2 separate regions of the Rattus norvegicus genome follow, and region 2 is linked to region 1. The links are chromatin contacts, called in public Hi-C maps. All regions are on one chromosome and are shown on one strand. The core of a region is the stretch at or near the end of the contact, and the rest is flanking DNA. Distances in the headings are between cores, read along the strand shown. Region 1 has its middle 8.9 kb from the start of Mir21. Region 2 holds the start of Ypel2 (yippee-like 2).

The links. A called contact is a pair of places that touch in the nucleus more often than the background predicts.
Region 2: a Hi-C map of hepatocytes shows a contact between it and region 1, with 2.2 times the contacts expected there. The contact joins the promoter of Ypel2 here to the enhancer-like site in region 1.

The regions. Positions count from the first base shown.
Region 1 is chr10:71,891,799-71,895,778 of GRCr8, reverse strand. No RefSeq gene overlaps it. Among named protein-coding and RNA genes, the nearest start is that of Mir21, 8.9 kb to the left of the region's middle. Within about 2 kb of position 2,533, at least 15 of the 93 cell types and tissues checked have an H3K27ac peak or open chromatin away from gene starts, as enhancers often do. A contact at or near this core is called in hepatocytes, where this site is marked.
Region 2 is chr10:72,298,325-72,302,713 of GRCr8, reverse strand. It overlaps Ypel2 (yippee-like 2), which reads left to right and starts at 1,590. Exons shown (of 5, transcript NM_001108286.2): 1 at 1,590-1,726.

The sequences.
Region 1 (3,980 bases), core at 1,284-3,783:
GGTGGATCATTGTGAGTTTGAAGCCAGCCTGGTTTACATAGCAGTTCAGAGCTACACAGTAGGACTTCGTCTCAAGAACAAACAAGGGGACGGGGTAGGGATAGAGCTCAATTGTTAAAGAGTGTTTGCCTAACAAGCAGGAAGCCCTGGTTTCCCTAACAGCACATAAACTAGACAGGGTAACAAACACTTGTGATCCCAGAGGGCTCAGTTGATAAAAGCGCTTTATGTTTGTCCCCACCTGTGTCATTGCACCATGTGTGTGCCTGATGCCAAGGAGGCCAGAAGACGGCATTAGATCCCCTGGCACTGGGGCTATAGAAGACTGAGCCTCCGTGTGGTTGCTGGGACTTCAACTCCAGTCCACTGGAAGGGCAGCCAGTGCTCTTAACTGCCGAGCCACCTCTGCAGCCAACACTCTGCCTTAAAAAAAAAAACAAAAAACAAAACAAAACAAAGCTGGGGGTAATGGTGCCCCTTTGTCTCCAAACAAAAGTCCAAGGGGAGGGAGAAGGGCTCAGTGAGGAAAGGCATTTGCTGTACAAGCCTGATGACCTGGGTTCAATCCCCAGAGCCTACCCTACATGCAGGACGGAAAGAACCAACTCTCTGGCTTCCACACACAAACAGCCGCATAAGTAAATAAATGAAATTAAAAAAAAAATAGATGTCTAAAAGTATCCAGTATTGATCTCTAGCCTGCACATACGCATGTACACACACACACACACACACACACACACACACACACACACACACACACACACACCTGAGAAACAAACCCAGGAGGACCTGGCACAGGCTAAGCAAGTCTGCACCTTCGACTTCTCCTCAGTCCTTGTATTATATTTTTCTGGAATTTGAGGCCTTGGGGGCTTTCTGTTTGCATGCGTGTGTGAGAGAGTAAAAGGTATAACAGTAATGGGCTCATGAAACCCAATGTCAGTGTTCGGATAGGACTGGGAGTGTTACTAGGTGGTGAATGCTTGCAAACTATGCATGACGTTCTGGGTTCGGTTCCCAACACACACACTCCTGACTCCCAGTTTCTTGCTCTTGGGGACCTGAGCAAAGGAAGGGGCAGGCTCTGTGTGACCTGTCTCGTCGTCTTCAGGAGTGTTCCTTCCTTGTGTCTGTCTTGTCTTTTTATTATTACTTTTGAGATGGCATCAGTATGTACCTTGGCTTGCCTGGGGCTCCCTGTGTAGAGAAGGCTGGCCACAAACTCAGATGTGCTTTTCTCTACTTTCAGAGTGCTGGGGTTAAAGGTGTGTGCTGCCACTCCTGGCTGAACTTCTCATGGTTTTAAACAGGTCTTCAATTGCATATATGTGTGTGTGTACATATGTCAATTGCATATGTGTGTATGGGTACATGCATACATGTGTGCATATATGCATAAAATGGCTCCAGAAACATCATTAATTTTTGTTTGAATTTTTTTTCTTTTCTTTTCTTTCTTTCTTTCTTTTTTTTTTTTTTTTTTTTGGAGCTGGGGACCAAACCCAGGGCCTTGCGCTTCCTAGGCAAGCACTCTCTACCACTGAGCCAAATCCCCAACCCCTGAATTTTTTTTTTTAATTTTTAAAAATTACATATGAGTGTTTTGCCTGCCTGTTGTCTGAGCCCTCAGAGGCCAGCGTCTCAGATGCCCTGGGACTAGAGTTACAGATGACTGAGCTGCTGTGTAAATGCTTAAGAATGTGACGAGGGCCCCTGGGAAGGGCCAGTGCTTTCAGCCGCTGACCTTTCTCTCCAGCCCTCCAGTTCTTAAATTACTTACTTATGCGTGGAGGTCAAGGGACAGTTCACAGGGTTCATTTCTTTTCTTCCACCATGTAGGTTGAGGGGACGGAACTCGGGTGTTAAGGCTTGGCAGCATGACCTTACCTGCTGAAATGCATTACTACTCTGTTTGGGTTTTCAGATATGATCTCATGTCCCAGCCTGGCCTGGAATTCTCTATGTAGCCAAGATGACCCTGAACTTCTGATCCTCCTGCATCTGCCTCCAGAGTGCTGGGACGCAGGTGTAAACTCCTGTGCCCGCTTTATGTGCTGTTTGGGTATTGAACCTAGGTTTTCAAGCATGGAAGGCACGCGCTCCACCATTTTATCCACATTTCAGCCACGGGGTTTTGTTTTGTTCTGATTTGTTATTAAGTATAGGAATTCACGTAGCACAGGCTGAACCTGATCTTGCTCTGTAGCTGAGGCTGGTCTTGAACTTCTGATCGCCCTGCCTTCACTTCCCGAGTGCTGGACTAGTGACGTGCAGCCCCAACTGAGAATGCTCTTTAGTTCTTCATGAGGCTGGAGAGAGCTCGGCAGTAGAGGCACTTGCTGCCAGTCCTGAGGACCGTAACAGGTTCCACCGTGTCCCAGTCACTTGACAACTGTACCTTTCTTCTGATGCTAGTGACCTAAGTCCATCTGTTTAGTAAACGTGGCGTCTCTTGTGGGCCAGGCACAAGCTTGGCAGCACAGAGTGTACCAAGTGGTGAACCTCTTCCTGGCAGGGGCCGGGTTAGACTCATTTCTGTAATACCCTCTCAGCACGCTGCCTTTCCTCACAGGTGCGCTGTGGGTTTCAGCTGGGTACAGCTCACATTCTGCCCTTTCATACGGATCTCCTAAGTCCAGTCGAAGTAATGGCCTTTTTCCCCCCAAAATGAAATTTCCATATATTGTCTTATGCCTTTTTTTAATTTTTAATTTTTTTTGAAACAGGGTTTCTCTGTGGGCTGGCTATCTGGAGCTTTTCTGTAGATGTGGGTGGCTTGCCTCTGCCTCCCGAGTGCTGTGGTTAAAGAGTGCGCCACCACAGCCCGTAACCTCTCACCTAGTAACGAAGGTTTGTTCACACGTAACAATTCCCAGGACTTTGCTCTAGAACAACTATTTCCCACGTATCTCGTGTAAAATCTAATTCAGAAGCGTATGTCTAATTTAAATTTTAAGGAGAAATAGACAAAGTTAATATTACTAGCCTACTATCTATATAGTCACAATAATTAAATGATTAATAATCGACCTTTAATTCCAGCACTTGGGAAGCAGAGGCAGATCTCTGAGTTTGAGGCCAGCTTGGTCTACAGAGTGGTTCTAGGACAGCCAGGGCTACATTTTATTCATGTAGTCCTTTTGCCTTGTACCACTGGGGATCAAGTCCTGGGCCTTGTAGACACTAGCCACTGAGCTACATTACCATTGCCATATTGTCTTGAAAGTCTGCTGTGCATTCTACGTTCATAGCACTAACCACCTATGGCCGATGGTCCTGTTTTTGGACGACATGGATACAGAATCTTTGAATTTTTGTGTACCACTTCAATACTTAAATCCAAGTAGAACAAGAAGCCATAGAAACATCAGCTACGATGACTTCACTGGAGGAGAGAAACTGTGACACAGCAGCATACACGCTAAGTGGATACGTCATCTGAATCTTTAAAATATTTTAAAGCCATTTCTTGGTTTCTGTTTTATTTTGTTTTAACATTTATTTTATGTATGTGAGTACACCGTAGCTGTCCTCAGACACACCAGAAGAGGTGATCGGGTCTCATTACAGATGGTTGTGAGCCACCTGGTGGTTGCTGGGATTTCACTTCAGGACCTGTGGAGGAGCAGCCTCTGCTGAGCCATCTCTCCAGCCCCCTCGCTCTGTTTTAGACTTGTTTAGAGTCTTGACTGTAGAGCCCAGGTGTCCTCTTCCTTCTCCATGTTCCTGTCCTCACTCTCCTGAGGCTCTTTTTTTTAAAACTATTCTTATAACCTAGTCATAGAATTTGCCATTAGGTTAAAGCCTAATTCAAAACCAGGCAGAGTGGTACACACTTTAGGTCCCAGCACTCGGGAAGCAGAGGCAGGTGGATGTTGGTAATTTTTTGAGGCCAGCCATGGCTACTTAGTAGGCCCCTGTCTGAAAAACAAAACAAAAAGCAAATTATTTTTGAAATGCTGAAGCCCTATGTTTGG
Region 2 (4,389 bases), core at 341-2,840, 410 kb before region 1:
GCTTGCTAGGCAAGTGCTCTACCGCTAAGCTAAATCCCCAACCCCTTAATGTATCTTCTTAAAGATCCAATCTCAAATCTTTTCAAGTTTGTGATTAATCAGCTGAAGGCGTTTTGACTCCAGGGTTTACACCTCCCAAAGTGGTCAGTTGTAAATATTGACAGTGCCCTTACACAGAAACCAGTATCTACCAACAAATATGAGGTAGTTTTGTTCTTACCAACGTTGGGACTGAATTCATCCCTAACCACGTGAGCTACATTCACTGAAGATAATTTGGTTGATTGCCCGTATACTAAAAACAGCTGAGTGGAGTGACAGGTGACATCTTGAGGCACCTGGGGAGAAATACCATTCTGGGTTTATGTGTAAACTGCTACCAGAGAGGAGACCAAAAGTTTCCTCAGCCTCCTTCCACACCCCGAATGTTCGTTTTGTCTTTTTCTTTTTCAGTGACCTGGCGACCTTGGAATTATGTAGCTGAGGATGACCTGAACTTCTGATCACTTCCCAAGCCTTGGGTTATAAAGCACGAACCAACCTGTCCAATTACCACGTGTTTTCTTCTCTTCTAAAATGGTAATGGAAACACGTATTTTGCCCCAACACCGTTCAGAATCCCAGCGGCTTAGAGGATCTGCTGTCTCCTCTGGCAGAAATCCTTTTATCAAATTGACCTGTTTTCCTGTCGGAAGACTGCCCCACTCCACCCACCTGGTGCCTCCCTGGACTTCCCGACTGTCAGGAGTTTATTTTTTAACCCTCTCTTCCTTGAAAAGCACCACCCCACTGACCCAGAAGGCAAGCTCCTCCCCTTTGGTCACTTTGACTATTCTTGTTCTATTTTTCGTTGCTAATAGACCTCACTAGCCATTAGCAATAGGGACTCCAGTTTCTCTATAGTCCTTCTCCATGCTCTCCCACTCTCAGTACAGGGGATTCAACTCAGGGACTCGAACACACCAGGCAACCCTTTTCCTAGTTTTAATTAGGAAATTACTAGCAAGGCAGAGGGAATAGAGACTTATCTTTCTGCTTCTGAGCAGGGCATGGGTGGGCCTGACGACACTGGTACTATCTTATTAAGTACATACCTGCCTTGAACTCTGAGGGTCACTTCTAGTAACTTAGGCTCTGGGTCAAGCGTGGCTTAAAAGTGGAGTGAGGAATCACTATCTAGGGTCTCAAAACAAAAGCATTGTAAATCCCACTTCCCAACATAGCCCCGGATCCTGGGAACCCCAGTAAACCCAAACAAACAGGCTCCTATCTCAGAGAGCTCCCCCACTCTAATCACCTCTTTTCCCAGCCCCGCCCGCCAGCTGCCGGGACTGGCGGGACCAGACCTTGCCACACTCCTCGCACGCGCGCCCCGCCAGGGCCGAGGGGCGGGTGGGGGTTGGGGGCGGGAGGCAGGGAAAGCAGGGGCGGAGTTCCGTCCTCCAGTGATTGGCTTCTCCCGGATGGGCTGCGGCCGTGCCGGACCAACCAGTGGCGTGTTGCTATGTGCTGAGCCGATGGGATAGGCGCGGGGGCGCGTCTGTCACTCGGCAAGCCCCCAGCCCGGACTCGGAGGGATGCGGAGCGGCAGTGGCGGTGGCGGTGGCGGAGACTGTGGCTTTAAGAGCGCGCTGGGAGCGCTAGAGTCAGCCGTGCAGCCCTTCTTCGCCAAGCACTCCGGAGCAGCCGAGCTCGGGGCTGGCCGGACCCGGCAGCCTGCCGCCAGGTATGGGGATCTCGAGCTGGGCTCGCGTGGGCGTGGGGCGCTTTCCGCTCCGGTTCGGGCTGTGCGCCCTGGGGACGGTCGGGCTCCCGCGCTGCGTGCAGCCCGGCTCAGCTGGGCGGTGTTGTCGCGGTCCCGAGGGGGCTCCCCGAAGGTTCCCGGGGTGCTAGGGGCGGGGAGCGGGTTGCTGCGGCCACGTGACCGGTTTGTTTACAAACACTGGCGCGCGCTCTGGGTTCGGGACTTGCGGGTGACGACGAGCTGCCCGGCAAATATGGGGGTGGGGGGACCCAGAGACCTGGGCGCCACCGACTCCCTTGTTCAGCGTGATCCCCCTCCCCCACCGGTGGCACCCGGTGACACCCAGCTGTGCCGTCCATGTCTCCATCGAGATACTTGGGTCTGGGGCTCATCGCCCTCAAAAGTCCCGGGGGCGCTTCGGCAGCCTCAGGCCAAGGGAACCACAGCGAGTAACTGCCTGGACGCTTCCCGGCGCCTCCCCAGCGGCCTTGCCAAGGGGTGGGCGCGAACTTTGTTGCTAGACTTGCTGCGGGGGCCTCTGCGGAGGGTCCCTCCCAGGAGCTGGCTCCTGTCTCTTCCTGCTTCAAGTTCTACCTGCCTGGTTGCTGACTCCCTTAGTTAGGGTGATTTTTCCGAAACAGTGGAGCCTTACTCCCATCTTGTGGCTGGCACTTAGCAGGGGTGGCACTGTTCCTTTGGACCCCTTGTGCAAAGAACTGCCTGCCTCCTCTGACTTCACTTTTACCCACAGTTTTTAAAAAGCAGAGTGGATATCCCCCGGTTTTCCCAGACTTCCACAGTCCGGCTGCTGGAAATGGTAAATGCCCCGGAGCCCTGCTTTTTTGGCTTCCTTGTTGATTTGTTGTTGCCACGTTGGAGGGTCTTTGAGCCACTGAGTTGCAGTCTTATTAGTCTTTTGTTCCTCATGCTCATCTTCGTTCTAGTAAGATGGGTTCCCTGTCCAGAGCACTGGACAAGAAGACTAGGGATTACTTTTCTGAACCCCATTTACAGAACATTAGAGGCACAAAGGTATTACAGTAAATCTTATGCTTGAGGCTCTGCAGTAGTCTGGTTTGGGGGTTCACAGGATCTGATCAGGAAAATAGGGTTGCTTTTCCTTTTGGCACACACTGCTGTAGGCTTTACCTGAGTTCAGTCCATCAGCCCTTCACTTTCTTAGCATTTGATATTCTTATTTTTGAGGAAGTTTCACTCTTAAATTCTGTAGTTTACAAAATAATGTCTTTATTAGAACATTTTCATAATACGTATCGCTGTGACTGGTTCGTGTGCTCCCACCCCCGTTTTTGTCCTGAGCTGTGATATGTGTGGCTGTGAGTTCTTTACACTGACAATAAGCCCAGCCTGGGGAGAGCTGGGTAAACTTCCCTTAGGCACTGTGATCTGTCCCATTGACAGGGCCAGATGAGATGAAGTGGAGGTCCTAGGCTCATGCCCTGCCTCAGTTGGGTTCTGCCTTAGTTTAGAATTCAGTGACATCATTTCTTGGACCTCTCTGCTGGACTTGAGATCAGAGTGGGACATGGAGAGGAACATACATAAGAATACACTCCTTTAATCCCAGTAACCCGGAAGGCAGAGGCAGGCAGATCTCTGAGTTCAAGACCAGCCTGGTCCACACAGCAAGTTCCAAGACAGCTAAAGCCACACAGAAATCCTGTTTCAGAAAAACAAAGAATGCAGATTTCCCAGCTAGAAATGGTAGTTTATAACTAACCCCAGCACTCCGTAAGGTGTAAGGGCTGATCACTGCAAGTTTGAGGTCAGCCTGGTCTGTATAAGGAGGGTTAGACAGGGCTAGGTAGGCAGAAAAAAACAAAACAAAAGGAAAACCCTTCAATTCTTTAGAACTAGGGATCCACAGTAAGGAGTACTTTATAGCGATGTGTGCTGGCTGACCTGCTGCTAGACGTTCTAGGAGGCAGTCACTGCTACCATATTACCTGCAATGTGCTTTGGGTTTTGTTTTTTTCCCCCTGTTTCATTAGAAAAACAATCAGCTGGTGGTCATGACTCATTAATTTGATTTCCTAACCGAATGGGTCATGACCTTCAGTTTGAGAAACATTGGTTCAGGGCGGAGGTCCTCTAGCCTGGATATGCATGAATATGGCCGGAGTAGTATTTAGAAATACAGCGGGGCTAAGAAATTGTGTGTTTGAATTTTGCATCTACATAGATACACATGCCATGTGTGCTAATCACTCCAGAGATGCTTATTTTCCCTCTGTCTTATTTTGAGACAGGATTTTATACTCTACAGTCCAGACTGACCTGGAACACATTACATAGCTCCAGGCTGGCTTTGAACTTTACTGCAGCCCTCCTGCCTCAGCCTCCACGGGGTAGAGATTCCAGGTGTAAGACACCACACATCTGTTTAGGGGTGCTAATGGGGGGTGTTGCCCCTTAGCTGATTCAGGCTGCTGATTACTGGGAGTTGATGGCAGTGAACATTGAGAATGGATGTGAAATGCAGAGTCAGGTAGATGGCTTGGGCGCAGGCTTTCAGATCTCTCGGCTGCCAGCCAGTCGCCCTTTGAAAAGTTGAAGGGGTCTGGCGTGGTGGTGTGCACCCATGGTCCCACCACTCAGGAAGCCCAGGCAGTCAGCTCTCAAGT